2 separate regions of the Urocitellus parryii genome follow, and region 1 is linked to region 2. The links are chromatin contacts, called in public Hi-C maps. All regions are on one chromosome and are shown on one strand. The core of a region is the stretch at or near the end of the contact, and the rest is flanking DNA. Distances in the headings are between cores, read along the strand shown. Region 1 holds the start of Sft2d3 (SFT2 domain containing 3). Region 2 holds the start of Iws1 (interacts with SUPT6H, CTD assembly factor 1).

Region 1 (7,311 bases), core at 2,563-5,062, 150 kb after region 2:
GTTTGTTTGGTAGGAAGTTTACCTAAAGATATCAAATTGGCAACTCAGGGGCAGGAGGATCTTCAAGTTCAAGGCCGGCCTCAGTAACTTAGCAAGGACCTAAGTAACTTTGTGAGACCCTGTCTCAAAATAAATAAATAAGAAGGGCTGGGGATATGGATGTGGTTAAATGCTCTTGGTTTCAATCCTTGTATTAAAAAAAAAAAAAATTGGACTGGGCTTTCAGTAACCACTTAAGGCCAGAAGCTAGGAACTTGCCACCAGATCTGGTGAGGTACTCTTAGCTCTGGAAAAACTCCTCTCTTCTTCAGTTTCCCAGAATATTCTCAGGTCCCTGGCCTTCCAGAAAGTCATCTTCATTACAATTCCAAAATTGTGGGAATGATGTAAGCCAGATACCAGGCTGGTTTTCCCAAAAGGGCTTTGTAAACACTAGCTCCATAAAGTCAATCTCAGCTCCTTAAAAGGATCTAGTTATATCTGATTAAATGAGCAGCATTGTCAGACGGGGAGTGTATTTCAGTAGTGGAGTACTTGACTGGCAGGCTTGAGGCCCTAGGTTCCATCCCCAGCACTGGAAAAAAAAAAAAAAAACATCATTCTCACATATGACCTTCCAGGTAAGTCCTTTATAATAACCAACCGTTTCCAATTATTCCCCATTAACATGAGGAGAATTTATGACAATAACTGGTATGCCTATAACAACACAAATACACAGTAGGAGTTTTAACTTTTGGAATGGTCAGGCAAAAGGAAGTCATTTTTAAAATGATTCACTTGTTTATGGAAACAGTGTATAAAATTGTTATGAGTTTTAGGTATAAGGCAAAATATTCTAAATATATTTTTTAACTTTGATATAAGATGTTAAACTCTAAAACAGTTAAGTTTTAGATAAAAATTTAAAATGAAGTTTTGGGGGAAATTTTTAATAATATTGTCAATCAAGAAAACAAACTATATCTACTTTCTGTTTCCACTTAGATCACAGAAAACTCCAGGATTTCACATAACCATTAATTGTACAATATTGAGGTCAGAGCGATTGTAGCTAGTACGCCAGAAGAGATCTAGTAAGATCTTGTAGTCCTCCTGCCTCAACTGGAGTCGCGGGGATTACACAGCAAACTGCTGAGACAAATGGAATTAATCACTCTGAAGTTACACACACAAAATCTATTACCTTAGAAAATTCGAGAAACACACAAGCATGGGCCACCCTGGGACTCTTGGAGTGGGAAAGCTGGGGTTTGTGCAGCACTGGCTGAGCAGCCCGTCTGGCAGGCTTGGGTCAAGCAGGGCACTCCTCTTGCCCCTCAGGAAGCTTCCCCAACCCCTGTGGCCTGGGCCTGGCGGGCCAGATGACCATGCAGCCATGACCTCTTGGAGGAGAGCGCTCCTGGTCCCACCTGCATCCTGGGCGCTCAGAGAAATCTCAGTGCAAGTGAAGGCATTTCCTGCCTGGGACCGATAATGCGCTTGGGGACCCCTCCACCGGAGCTCGGAAAGAAGCGCAGTTAAATCATTACCCACAAAGCCCGCCCCCAGTGGCTGTGAGCCCTAGCTGGGCTGCTATCTAGTAGACCTGCAGCCGCGAGGTCCCCTTCTGTTTTTTGAAACACAGAAGTAAGCAGCCGGTGCAAGAGGCCAGTCCGCAGTGCTCAGCTTGGCATTGTCCTTTTCTTTGAAATAGACCGACCCGGGCGCAGGGTGCCTCCGAGGCGGGAGATGGTGCTCGAGGTCGGCCGAGGACCCCAGACAATGGCTCAGGGATTCCTAATTAGGCAAGACACTAGAAAGCCTCAGCGAATAGAGAGAAAAAACTGGGATGAGCCCTCGGCTAGGCATCCAACACTCCTGTTCGAGGTGGTCTGTTTCCTCAGTTTCCAGGAAGTTTAAGGAGACCTCGCAGGGAGAGAGCCGGGATTAAAGTAGTGCCGGAGGGCAAGCAGAGCCGGCTGGTTGGGCTGCTCTCCAGCGCCCCTTGTGGGGAATTAGCGCTTGCTCCACCCAAGTGTGCGAGCTTCACCAGTTCCCGATGCTGTGCCCAGGACTCTGCAACTAAATGCCAAGAGCTTTGGACATAGCAACAGCCCAAAATGCCCTTGTAGGTAACTAGAACATGTCACCTCAAAATATACCTCGCTGATAATACATATTTTGAGCAAAACACAATTAAAATGAGCTGGGGATGTAGCTCAGTGGTACAGCCTGTATTCAGCATGCTGTTGGTCCCGAGGTGGGCAAAAAATAGTTCTCTCTCCTTCTCCTTCCCCACCAGCTCAATACAGAGAGGGCAGGAAAAGAATGGTCTTGGGGAGCAAATAAGCCAAAGATCTACAAAAGAAAAAACTACTGGATAACTTACCTGTTCTGCACATTTGTCCTGAGACAAACAGAATTAATTACTCTGAAGTTACACAGTCTACTACCTTAGAAAATTCGGGAAACACACAAGTATGGCCCACCCTGGGGACTCCTGGAGTGGGAAAGCAGGGGACCTCCAGGCATCATATCACAAATTTACAACAGTCATTTAAAACGTCTACAAATTAGGTTGGGTTTTCCAATCAATGGATTCAGGAAGCATCTTCAAAGTCTTTCAGGCATTTACTGCACTAAAATTGACAGTTGTTTCCTAGCACACTTGTCAGGTCCTAGGAAACGAACAATGACAACAGACCCTGTCCTCAAGGAGCTGGCAAAGCTGTGAACAAAGACTATTGCAACTTGGAAATAGTGAACACAGAAAGTGAGGGCTATGGAAAAATAGACCCCAGGGAATTTTCTTTACCTACAACTGTTCCCCTAAGTACCCTCCTGCCAGGTGTGTGGGGTGATGTCTGTGATGAACTGGAGCTTTTGTCAATGCGGTAGAATACACTAGAAGTTCAGGCCTCAGCCAGAGGGAATGCAGGAAAGGCAAATGGGGCAAGCTCTGAAGGGACTCGTAGGTGGACCCCACCTATAGCTGAACTTGCTGTCCCCAGTAAAAGAACAGGTCCCAGGGAACTTCCCTTACCTACTTCTCCCTACTCGCCCTGTCCTAAATGAGTCCACCACTTTATGAATAGACAAAATTCTTCCTGTGACCTGGCCCTGCGAAACCCTATAAAATTTACTCAGCGCCCTGTTGTATCCCATCTCCATTTTCCCCTTGAAAAATGTGCCCCTCTGGGGCTGGGGATGTGGCTCAAGTGGTAGCGCACTTGCCTAGCATGCAAGGGACACTGGGTTCGATTCTCAGCACCACATAAAAACAAAATAAAGATATTATGTCCACCTAAAAAAACTAAAAAATAAATATTTAAAAAAAGAGAAAATGTGCTCCTCCATTGCTTAATAGAGCATCGACGATCTGTTGAGTTCTGCATCCCTTTTTCTTTTTGTATTTGCTTTCAGAAAGTACACCTAAGTTTAAAAGAAGTAGCAGAAGGTATCAAAAAGCAGCAGGCCTAGGAGGCCGGAGGGTGTGGCCTGGGTGTAAGGAACACTCCAAGATGTTATGAGAAAAGTTGCAGAACACAGGGGACTGACCAAGCAAGCGATCAGTCAGGAGATGGGGCTGAGGCACTGAAGACCCAAACCAGGTATGAGGCAGAGGAACCACCACATCTTGCACATGGGATGTAGAGAGGTCGAGGATCTTGCCAGGCCTCTGGCCCAAACCAAGACCAGAAGACAAGCAAGGTCGAGGTGGGTGTTAACCGTTCATTTATCAACTGTGACCTGGTTCCCAAAGAAACCAAATTAGTTCTGTGGGTCTAAACGTTTTTAAAACTTTATTTTGAGATAACTAGATGTGCGTGCTGCAGTAAGAAACGAGATCCCTCCATACCACAGTATAGCAGCCCATGTAGCCATTGACAGTCTGGACAGTATTTCCAGAAGGGTACCTTGTGTGCCACACACCCCAACATTTAATGCTGCCAGGACTCGTCCAGCGGCTACAATCCAAAGAACCGGTTCAGGCACTGAGAGAACGACTGGCAAGAGGTGCGGGGCGGGCCAGCAGACCAGACCTCGAGACTGCTCCAGTCTGCACAGAGACTGCCCTGCACGGCCACGCGCGCCACCGGCCACGCGCGCTACAGGCCCCGCCCCTTCCGCAGAGTCCACCAACCGCCGCCATCTGGCCAAGCCACTGCTGCCGCAAACGAGGAAAGCAGGAAGCGCGTGACAGCGCTCCTCTCCGTCGCCGTCCCGTCGGAGATGGCAGACCTCCACCGCCAGCTGCAGGACTACCTGTCGCAGAGCAAAGCGGGCAGGCCGGCGGAAGCGGAGCAGCTACTCGCTTCGGAGACTGCTGAAGAGCCTGCGGCAGGGGTCGGACCGACGGGAGCGTGGCTTGGCCGCGCTGGCCTGCGGTGGACGTGGCCGCGAAGTCACACGGAGCCGGCGGCGGCGAGCCAGGCGTGCCTGCCGAGCGTGACGCGCGGCCAGCAGCTGGCTGCGGGTGGAGCCTGTCTGCTACTGGCCGCGCTCTGCTTCTGTCTGGCGGCACTCTACGCGCCAGTGCTGCTGCTGCGCGCGCGCAAATTCGCGCTGCTCTGGTCGTTGGGCTCGGTGCTGGCTCTCGCAGGCGGCGCGATACTGCGAGGCGGGGCGGCGTGCGGACGTCTGCTACGCTGCGAGGAGACGCCGTCGAGGCCCGCGCTGGTCTACGCGGCCGCGCTGGGAGCCACTCTGTACGCGGCAATGGGTCTGCGCAGTACGCCGCTCACTGCGCTGGGCGCCTGCGCGCAGGTGGCCGCCCTACTGGCCTGGTTGGCTAGCCTGCTGCCGTGGGGCGGTGGCACCGCGCTGCGCCTGGCGCTCGGTCGCTTGGGCCGCCGCGCAGGCCTAGCTAATGCGCTGCCGGTGTGAGTCCTGGACCTGCGCCGTCAGGGAACGACGCAGAACCTTCCCAGAACCCGGCGCCTGCCGAGCCAAAGACTGCACCCGTCCACTCCCGGACTCTACCACCGCAGAACGTCCTAATGACACCTGCCGCTTAGGGCGAAGGCGTCGTCCAGACGGTGCTGGCGAGTGTAAACCTTTAGCAGCTGTTTCAAGCTGCGACACCAGCGGTTTCCGGTGGTCCTGATCTCACCGTTTCGTGCTATCCTGAGTAGCATGTGCTCTGAAAAGGAAGTTTTGTCGTGGAATTGGTGCTGTGAAGCTGCTCTTAGAAGTTCTTTTTGCACTGTGATTTTAGATTGAGCTGAGTAAAAACGGAATGGCTCTTTGCATTAGTTGTTTTTGTGGTTTTTCTCAGGCTTAACTTTTTATTTTGTCATTTTTTTTTTAAATCCAGTGGTAGATGTTGAGCTACAATAGCTTTTTTTTGGGGGGGGGGTGGCTGTACCTAAGACTTGGAAATTATTTTCCCTCAGTCTTCAGTGTAAATGAATCTCAGAAGAGTAATCTAATGTAATCTAAGCATTACATTTAACCACTGGATTTAAAAAAGTAATTAGTTAAGGAAAAAACCGAGGTGAACTGTTTTAAGAGAAATTGTAAATTTGTTGCCTTATGTAACATTAAAGGAAAATTCGTCCTGAATTAGATATGAAAGTAGGGGAAAAAAAGAGACATTTTCTGCCCCAAGTTGCCTGGTATCCAGGAAGATGCTGGTAAACCTTGGAGAGGTCTCAGTGCAGAACTGGGCTAGCAAATCCTGGGAACAGGAAGGTAATTCTACTTTTAGAATTCCCATATTTGTTGGAAATTATGGATTTCTGCAGACTATCACTTCTAATTGTATTTCATTTTTAAAGCAGTTTACAGTTTATTTGTCTTTTCCTTTAAGTTGTAGATGTACACAGTACTTTTATTTATTTTTATGTGGTGCTGAGGATAGAAACCAGTGCCTCACATGTGCTAGGCAAGTGCTGGACCTCTGAGCTATAATCCTAGCCTGTAGTTTACAATTTCCATGATGGTCCTAACACAGTGTAAAATGCTTTTCATATATACTTTGTCTTAGGTTCAGTGGTTACTTTTTCCTACTAAATTTATTGCCAGAAAGCAGGGGTCCAGAAAAACTACAGGTTTTACCATTAACTATAAACTAGTAAAATATATTTAGAATTTAAAAGTTCTGTGCCAATGGTTCTTACACTTAACTGGCACATCAGAATTACTTGAAGAGCAACACTTTAAATAAATTCATTCAGAATCTCTGGAGGTGGGATCAGGCATTGACATTAAAGCTCCTCTGATGATTCCATTTCAGCCAAAGTTGATAACCACCAAATGCACTAAAAAGTTGCCCTGGCTTGCGCAGTTTGAAAATAATTGTTTTTGGGGGGACCAGATTCCAGTGTTGCCCTAACATATTGTGTCAAGCAGCAGAAGAGCACTGCTTCTTCCTCCAGTCCCCAAATGTACATTTTTCTGTCCTGATAATGTCCTGAGCCCTTCCCCAAGATATGATACTGACTGAAGTGACCAACATCCACAGGTGGGCTTGTGAGCTACCACCCCGCTTAGTACTTGCTAATACTGCCTCCTCCCCTATTAATAAATAGGGTTGTCTACCTCAAAAAGGTACATTCAAGTTTTCAGGAGTAAGTTATTTTTACAATGGGAAAGACTTGTGCCATTGAGTGCTCTTTCTAGTCCCCTAGTTAAATTTCTATTCTAGTTTTAAATTTCTCTAGAATATGCATGGCTGAGGATTTTAGTGTTTGACATATTTTTATATAGTTCTTAAGCCAGGATTTTAAAAATTCTTGTTTTCAGCCTGACACAGTGACACATGCCTGTAATCTCAGCTATTTGGGAGGCTGAGGCAGGAGAATCCCAAATTCAGGGTCAGCCTAGACAACTTAGCTAAATCCTGTCTCAAAATAAAATAAAAAGAACTGGGGATGTAGCTCAGTGGTAGAAAGCTTGCCCAGCATGCCCGAGGCCCTGGGTGGATCCCTAGTACAGCAAAAAACCAAAAATGTCCAGCATTTTCCCAATTCATTGAAAATCTTGTTTTCAAAGCACCTTATCTTGTATTTATTTGGACAATGATGTTTTAAAATGCCATACATACTATATTTCTGAGTATTTTAATAAATGTATAATGTAGAGATTTCTGTTTTTCTCTAAATTCATTCTCAAAATGTGATCTGGGTATCTGCTTTCCCAGGAACCAGTTATAAAGTTAAACTCTAAATGCTAATAATTCCACATGAAGGAAGGGAACCTAATTTCTATGAGGATTTGGTCTTTGGATCCTTTTAGCTTCCTGGAATTTGATTATGATTTCTTTTACTAATGCTATACAAGTGGAGGACAAATAAAGAATATCCATAAACCTAAAGCAATGCTGAT
Region 2 (7,800 bases), core at 5,224-7,723:
GTGCTTACAGGCCCACAGCAGGTTTGGTAGAATCTTTTTTTTTTTTTTTTTTTTTTAAAGAGAGTGAGAGAGAGAGAGAATTTTTAATATTTATTTTTTAGTTCTCGGCGGACACAACATCTTTGTTGGTATGTGGTGCTGAGGATCAAACCCGGGCCGCACGCATGCCAGACGAGCGTGCTACCGCCTGAGCCACATTCCCAGCCCAGGTAGACTCTCTTGACCAGAAAAGCAACCCAAGGCTGCTCTCTGTGCAGGGTTGGCAACTGACAGGACCTGGGAACCTGATCCACACACATAAAACGAGATGAGAAAGCTCAAAGGGTCCAATGAAAACTGTAGTAACAGACAAGCAATTGAATGGGGGAAAATGGAAAGGTTTGGCCAACCAGTAAGAGATAAAAATGAAGCCAAATGAGGACTTCTGGCATAACAGCATGAGAAGTCCTGTTGACCTGCTCCCCAGTGAAACTGACAGGAAATCTTTCAAAAGTAATCATTTAAAGCCTCTGGAAATAGTCCTTAGAGCAAAAAGCAAATAAATAAAAAAATCCATAAAAATTCAGCAAGAGTATCTGGTATTTGAAAAACAGATCATTCCTTCCTTTCAACCTCACAGCTCTGCAAGACAGAGAACCTTCTCTAGACAATAACACAGGGCTCTCTCTTCTCCTTTCTCCCAGTCAGAGGATTCCTTCCTAAAGCAGGGCATTCGACTCTTAGATGCCCACTGCTAAGGATAAGGCCTAGTAGAGTGCACCTGTGAGGTGGAGAACCTCATTTTCTGCCCCACCATTACTTAATTTTAATGAAGAAGGTTCCGCCTTGGGTGAAGCACTTTGAGAATACAAGCGCTCTTCTCACCCTGGCTCTGGCTTGTGAGACTGCACTAGGAGAAGAGCTGCTGTTTCACTCCCACCTCCCACTAAACAGGTCAGTTTCTAGAGGTCGGTGAGACGAGCTCTACAGACCTGGTTCACATTTTGCCTGGAGAAAACACAGATCATAAATTAGATAGCTCCCAATCATTCCCCAAAGAAACTGACTTCATTGGCAATATGATTTGGGAAAGTTGTGGTTGGAAGGCACCTGGGACTGAGATTCAAGGTACAGTCTAAACTGTAGGATATCTAGTTTGCAGAACCAGGGACAGCTGGGAGGAAACACACTGGGGTTAAAATACTCTCAAATACTGTTCTCAGAAATCCTTTAAAGGAGCCATAATTTGATGGTATTAGTCTGAAGAGCAATTTATGTTCCAGGGCATGTTCAAAAACAACAGCACAATCAAGGGGAAACAAGGGAATTTAGTAGCCAGTTACAGTTAGAAAAAGGAAACGGTCCTGATCGTCTAAATGTCAACAATTAGGGACTCACCAAATAAGCACTCAACCAACGTCAGACCACCAATTGAAAACATTTGAAGAAATGGGCAGGCATGGTGGTGCATGCCTATCATCTTGGCAGCTAGGGACACTAGGGCAGGAGGACTACAAATTCAAAGACAGCCTCAGCAATTTAGTGAGGCTCTAAGCAACTTGGCAAGAATTTGTCTCAAAAAAATGGGTGCTGAGGATGTGGCTCAATGGTTGAATACCCGGGGTTTGATCCCTGGTACTCAAAAAAAAAAAAAAAAAAAAAAAACAATTGTTTTTTTCTTTTTTGAAAAAATAAATGTATAGTATGCAGTTAGGCCTAGAACAGACCATTTTTTTCTTGTCAATATTCCCTAACAATACAGAGTCATAACTATTTACATAGCATTTTTGTTATATTAGGTATTATAAATAATCTAGAGATGATTTATATAGGAGGATGTGTATAGGTTATACGCAAATATCATGCCATTTAAAATTTGCACATGCACGTACTGAAGACCCAGCCCAAGCTGTCTGTTCAATAAGTACATGATATACTACTGGACTATACTCCCAGTCTTCATTTCATTTTATATAAGGGATCTGGGCATCCTCTGGATTTGGTATCCACCAGGGTGGAAAAGACACCTGGAACCAATCCCCCTGGACATGGAAGGATGAGTGTAATGTCGCACCAATACTATGAAACGATTAAAATTACACTTAGTGGGGCTCTTTAACAATATCAGTAAATACTTAAGGCATAATCTTAGGTGAAGAGATAATAGGAAATACAATGTCAAAAAGTTAATAGCTATTTATGGGATTACTTATACTAATTTTAATCTTCTTTAAATTTATTGATATAATTTCCGAATTTTTAACATATCCATTTATATATTTAGAATCCATATTATTACCAAGAAGTAGCAGCAAATGCCTAAACAAGAACCTTTATCATGTTTATAACTAAATCAAGAGGCCCTGAGATAATCAAAGCTGACACCCAGGGTCAATCTCCTAACATTGTTTCCAAGGTGGAAATTTAAAATACTACACTCTAAATGTACTTTAATAATGCTGACATTATCACTTAGCCCCTACCTATTAATTTACTGGAATTTAGCCTAAATATTTAAGGGCCTACAAAGAAAAAAAAAAAAAAAACAAGAGTGTCATTGAAATAATTAAATGATGAGCCATTCCCATACCTGTATTTAGCTCCCTCTTACTACTCCACTCATCCTACATTACACTCATCCTTACTACTCACATTGGCTCCTTGAAAACTTTAAGCACACTCTCACTTTGGGGTTCTTCATGGGAGTGTTTTTTCCTTCAGACACATAAATGTGTTGCTATTCCCTCAGCTCCCTTCCTGCCTTGGCTCAAATGTCACCTTTTCTTTTCTTTTTTTGTGGTGGTGGGGGTTGAACGCTGGGCCTCCCACATGCTAGGTTAGTGAGCTACCTCTGAGCTCCATCCTCATTCCTTTTTAATTTTATTCTGAGATAGGATATTGCTAAGTTGTCCAGGCTCACTTTGAATTTATGATTCTCCTGCCTCAGCCTCTCGAGTAGCTAGGATTATAAGCATGCACACCACACCTGGCATTATTTCTTAATTTAACACAGAAATTTGCCCTCCATACTGATGTCCTTCATTACATTCTAATTTCCCCCAGATCCACAACATTTGTCACCTTCTAGCAAACTACAATTTTAAAAAACAGTACGTTGTTTTAATGTCTTTCTTCTCTCACTGAAAAATAAATCCAAGAAAAGGATTCTGGCTTTTAGTCACTGATATGTCCAAAACACCTTAAGGAAAAAAAAAGCAAACATCTAACACATATATAAAGTGCTCAATAAATGAGAAATGTATGAATATACTAATGACACAAACATATAAATAAAAAAAAAATGACATGACTCTATAATGATGGTCAATACAATTTGCAAGAACATCTAGTATGTAAAATTGGTAATTTTTTATGTGTTTAATTAAGCAAATCTATGGCACAAAAGTTCTTACAAAATCTGTTTATCTTGGAGCTGAGATGTGGGGCTAAGTGGTAGAGTGTTTTCCTAGCATGCACAAGTTCCTAGGTTCAATCCCCAGCACTGCAAACAAACAAAACAAAAAATACAAAATTAAGAATGATGGAGTGACTGAGAAGAGTTTTGGAGCATGGTGGTACATGCCTGTAATCCCAGCCACCTGTCAAACTGAGGCAGGAGGATGGCAAGTTCAAAGCCAGCCTCAGCAAATTAGTGAAAAACATCTCTCCATTTTTATCATTCCTATTTGTTTATGTCTAAGACACACTGACTCATTGAAAAATGTCCCAAATTTATTTTGTTAACACTGTATAAGACAGACTATATAACCAAGGAGGCACATTAAGTTGTTTTAAAAATATTTATGTATTAGAACGAATATTAAAATGTATAGAGAATCCAATACTATATTATTACAAAAGTAGCTTTTAAAACTACACTTGTTTTTTTTTTTTAATCATATGAATCTCAACAATTCAAAACAAGAAGGCCAATTCCTGATACAAGTTTTATTAAGTGAACATTTCCTAACTTTTTATTTCAACTTTTTTTCAGGCTGCAAATGCTCATAGCCCCTTCAAGATGATATCTGAGGATTAGGGAAGCCAAGTGAAATATCAAAGGCCTGGCTCATTATCTGATTTCATATACTTAGTTAAAACTGCCTAAATACTTGAAATTCAACACAGTCAGAACTTATTTCCCTGTTATTACATCAGTAACCAGACCATCCCTATTTATTTTTAAAGCAGTTTTCTATTACTTCATACTTTACTCTCAGAGATTAAACCCCAAGTCCTATGGCAGGGTCTCTACAATTTCTAAACTTAAAAACAGGTCTCACAAAAGTATAAGGAAAAATCTTCCCCAAAGATATTTAGCCAATACCTCTGAATGCCGTTCTATGCTTCCAGTATCTGATCCAGAGTGTTGCTCATTTACATCATCCTCACCATCAGATCCAGAATCCCGTTCATCCTGCACTGGGGTAGCACCACCATCATCTGCTTAAAAATAAAACAAAAATCCACTTACAGTTAACATGGATGACACCTGTAGCTGAAACAAACACAATGATTTAAGACTATCCAAAACAAAAGTTACTACGGACAAAGCAAAACTAATGATGGTAATATTTTGAGCAAAGCAATACAATAGTCATACAAATACCAACATCATTAACATATGGCGCATGTGGCAGCAAAAATACTCCATAAAAGGAATGTAATGCTTAAAAACCATCATTAAATACCACGTCAGTAACTTGTAAGTAAAGTGCTATTTATTTCAAATTTATGTTAAAAACTCTCTTTCTCTCCAGAGCACTTACCACCAACTTCTAATGTACTATGCGATTTTTTTCAAGTTATTCTGCTTTCAGTTCACTGCTGAATCCCTGGAACCCAGAATACTGCCTGGTACATGATATAAAGTATCTGTTTATGAATGAAAAGCACAAGGAACTCCAGTCCAGAAATAGTCAAAACTCATTAAAGCATATATTACAATATTAAAAAAAAATCAACCATAATTATGAATTGGTACCTAACTTTAAGCAATATTTTAAAAATCCAAAAAGTGATGAAATCACTCTCATATAAATGAGCTACTGTACTTAGCTAGAGTAAAGTTAAGAAGTCACAATAAAAAGAATAGTTTTTTTGGAAAAAAAAAGAATAGTTTTTTTGGGAAAAAAAAAGAATAGTTTTGAAGTTTAACAATTACACAGCATCAGTGGGAGGACAGATGAGAAGAGGGCGTTAAAAGGTTAAAATACTGTCCTGGCATAATAGGAAAGCATTACAGAACGACTAAAAATGATGCAAGAAGAGACAGCATAAGTTAGGAAGAGAGGTAAATACTAAAAGTTTAGAAATTAGGAGGAGGGGGTGTCAGGGAACTGCTATCTACTACCTCAACTTGTTACCTCTTTAAACACAACCTACCTACTATAATACATACAGCTGCCTTTTTTTAAAAAGCAACTTTAAAACACAAATGAATTGAAACTCTTTTGAAAACATCAGAAAACGTTTTAACCAAAACAGAAGTGCATGCCTGAAAAGCACTTACAATCTCTGTTATTTGCTGTCACAAGTAAGGAATTAAAAGGAAACCAAAACAGGAGAGAGCTTTAAGTCCTAACAACTAAGCACTTTTGATACAGAATGTACAAATGGCAAAGGACCCCACTAGGTCCTACCTTACTCAACTTTACATCCTGGGTGCCAGGGCTTGCCCAACGGGGATAAGTGTACATGAATAAGAAAGACAGCAGACCAAACTTGGGTGAGGAAAAAGGAAAGCTCTTAAGGTAAAGGAAAGGCAAAAAGTCAAATAACAGCCAGAGAAGCACTCCTTACAACTCAGACAAAGGTCCTGGGAAGCCAGTGTGGCAGGCGAATTAAATGAGCCCTAACTTGGAACGAAAAGTCTAGGAAGGGTCCCCAGCCTCCTACTGAACTTCCTTGGGTTCTCAAAATCCCGTAACTTCTGAAAGATCCTTAACAGGAAAAGCCTCTTCTTTCCCAACACTGTGCACACAGCAGGTGCTTGATATAGGTAGTGACTTCCCGATTTCAGCAAAAACCTTCACCTATTCGGAAGACGTCTTTCCCTCAAAGATCCCCTTTCTCCAAGGTTCTAACTTGGGCCGGCAGCTCGCTGATCCGCAGGCTCGTCTCCGGGGTTTTTCTCCCGGCTCCCGCGAGAGCGCGAGGCCAAGGCCGCCGAGGAATCGCTCGGTCCCCAACCCGAACCCACCTGACTGGTCGCCACTGTAATATTCCGAGTCCATGGCAGGCGGGCTCTCAGCGGGGAGTGTCCGCGCCCCGCGCCGCCCCCGTCACCTCCTTCCTGGTGGTGTGACCTCCGATGGTGCGACCCGGTGCTGAGGCTCCGGCCTAACCGGAGAGCTCGGAGAATATGAAAACCGCAACAGCAGAGACGAACGCTTCGACCTGGTAGCCCCAGCAGAAAAGGCCGTACCGGGAAAGCCAGCAAGCGTGCGAGTCGGCCCTCTACTTCCCAGAAGCACCTCTGAGACCAAAATGGCGTCTGCCCACGACCCTCAAAGGAATGCAGTGCGCAGGCGCTATCATGCGTCAAACCGGCCAATGAGAAGACGTAATAGTAATGACGCAACGCACCGCCGGAAAGGAGACTACTGGGAAAAATGAGCGGGAGCTTTAGTTAAATACGCCCCTCCGGAGGAGTCTGGTTTGTCCTGCGTGGGAGCGAGCTTTCTCTCTTGAGTGTGTCGGCCCCTTCTTGGAGGAACATCAGAATTACTCTTGAGAAAAATGGAGGCTCCGAAAATTACATTTTGTATCTTTAGGCCAGATAACTCTCAGTCCTGCAGCTAGGCGAAAGACTCCCGCCCTCGGTGTGTCGAAGGGATGGCGCACTGTTCTCTGGGACTTGTAGTTCCAAGTCTAGGCAGTGTTGATGCATTACTAACTGAAGTGACCAAGACCTCCTTCGAGGCATTTTTACTTCCTTTCTTTATAAAATAACTATTTAATTTCCACCTTAAGGACCCATTTGATCAACAATAAGAAGTACAGATCTTTGCCTGCAGAAAGATCACTTGATGAAACCTGAGGAGGGTCATGTTGCACCTAAGCTCTGTGCTCCTGAAAACAGGATGGTTAAGAAATGTCCTCTTCACCTGTTTGTTCCTGAAACAGCTCATTGTAACGAACCACCCTTCTCCATATGACTTAGTTAAATAAAGACCTACAGATGATCCCCTGTTCACCTGTGACAAGCCCTATATGGCCAGGGACAGACAGACCCTCTAAGTTCCTGTTCATGGTCTCAAGACTGATTAGCTGAGATTTGAACTCTGTACCCTGAAACTAGCTACACAAAACGTTTTCTGTTCATCCTACCAACAAACTTTTCCCTATAACTAAATAATCCCAGCTATTCCATCATCCTCCCATCCCTCATCACCGAACTAAAACTGTCTAAGGCAAAACCATCCTGTAAGGTCCTTGCTTAGCATCTGGATGGGCCATCTTAAGTGACATCCATCATTTTAAGAAAAGTTTCGCTTTCCCACCCAAGCCCTTTTTTGCAAAAGGCTCACCACTCCCTCATACCACCCCCACTCTGCATTAGGACCCATCCAGCTCTAATCCCTGAGCCTGCCCCATAAAAGTCCCGGAACCCAAGCCAGTATTGCCTCTCTCCGTCTATGGACAGATGTGCCTTTGTCAGCTCTGACAAATAAACTGTTGTGTGTATCTCTGCCTGATCTCCATCTTTTATTTCTTGCTTGCCCGGTTCCTTGCTTTCCTTTTACACCCGACCAAGACCATACATATCTGGGGTTTCCCCTTATAGCAATAACCTGAGTAAAGTCCATTATCTTGTTT

Evidence for each region. A called contact is a pair of places that touch in the nucleus more often than the background predicts.
Region 1: a contact with region 2 is called in a Hi-C map of muscle, with 5 times the contacts expected there. The contact joins the promoter of Sft2d3 here to the promoter of Iws1 in region 2. A contact is called at or near these places in 2 of 2 Hi-C or Micro-C datasets (liver and muscle).

What each region holds. Positions count from the first base shown.
Region 1 is chr1:188,765,466-188,772,776 of mUroPar1.hap1, forward strand. It overlaps Sft2d3 (SFT2 domain containing 3), which reads left to right and starts at 3,813. Exons shown (of 1, transcript XM_026388826.2): 1 at 3,813-7,311. The coding sequence starts at 4,216. The coding sequence ends at 4,869.
Region 2 is chr1:188,614,400-188,622,199 of mUroPar1.hap1, forward strand. Iws1 (interacts with SUPT6H, CTD assembly factor 1) reads right to left here and starts at 6,474. Exons shown (of 14, transcript XM_026388738.1): 1 at 6,182-6,474; 2 at 4,307-4,422. The coding sequence starts at 6,215.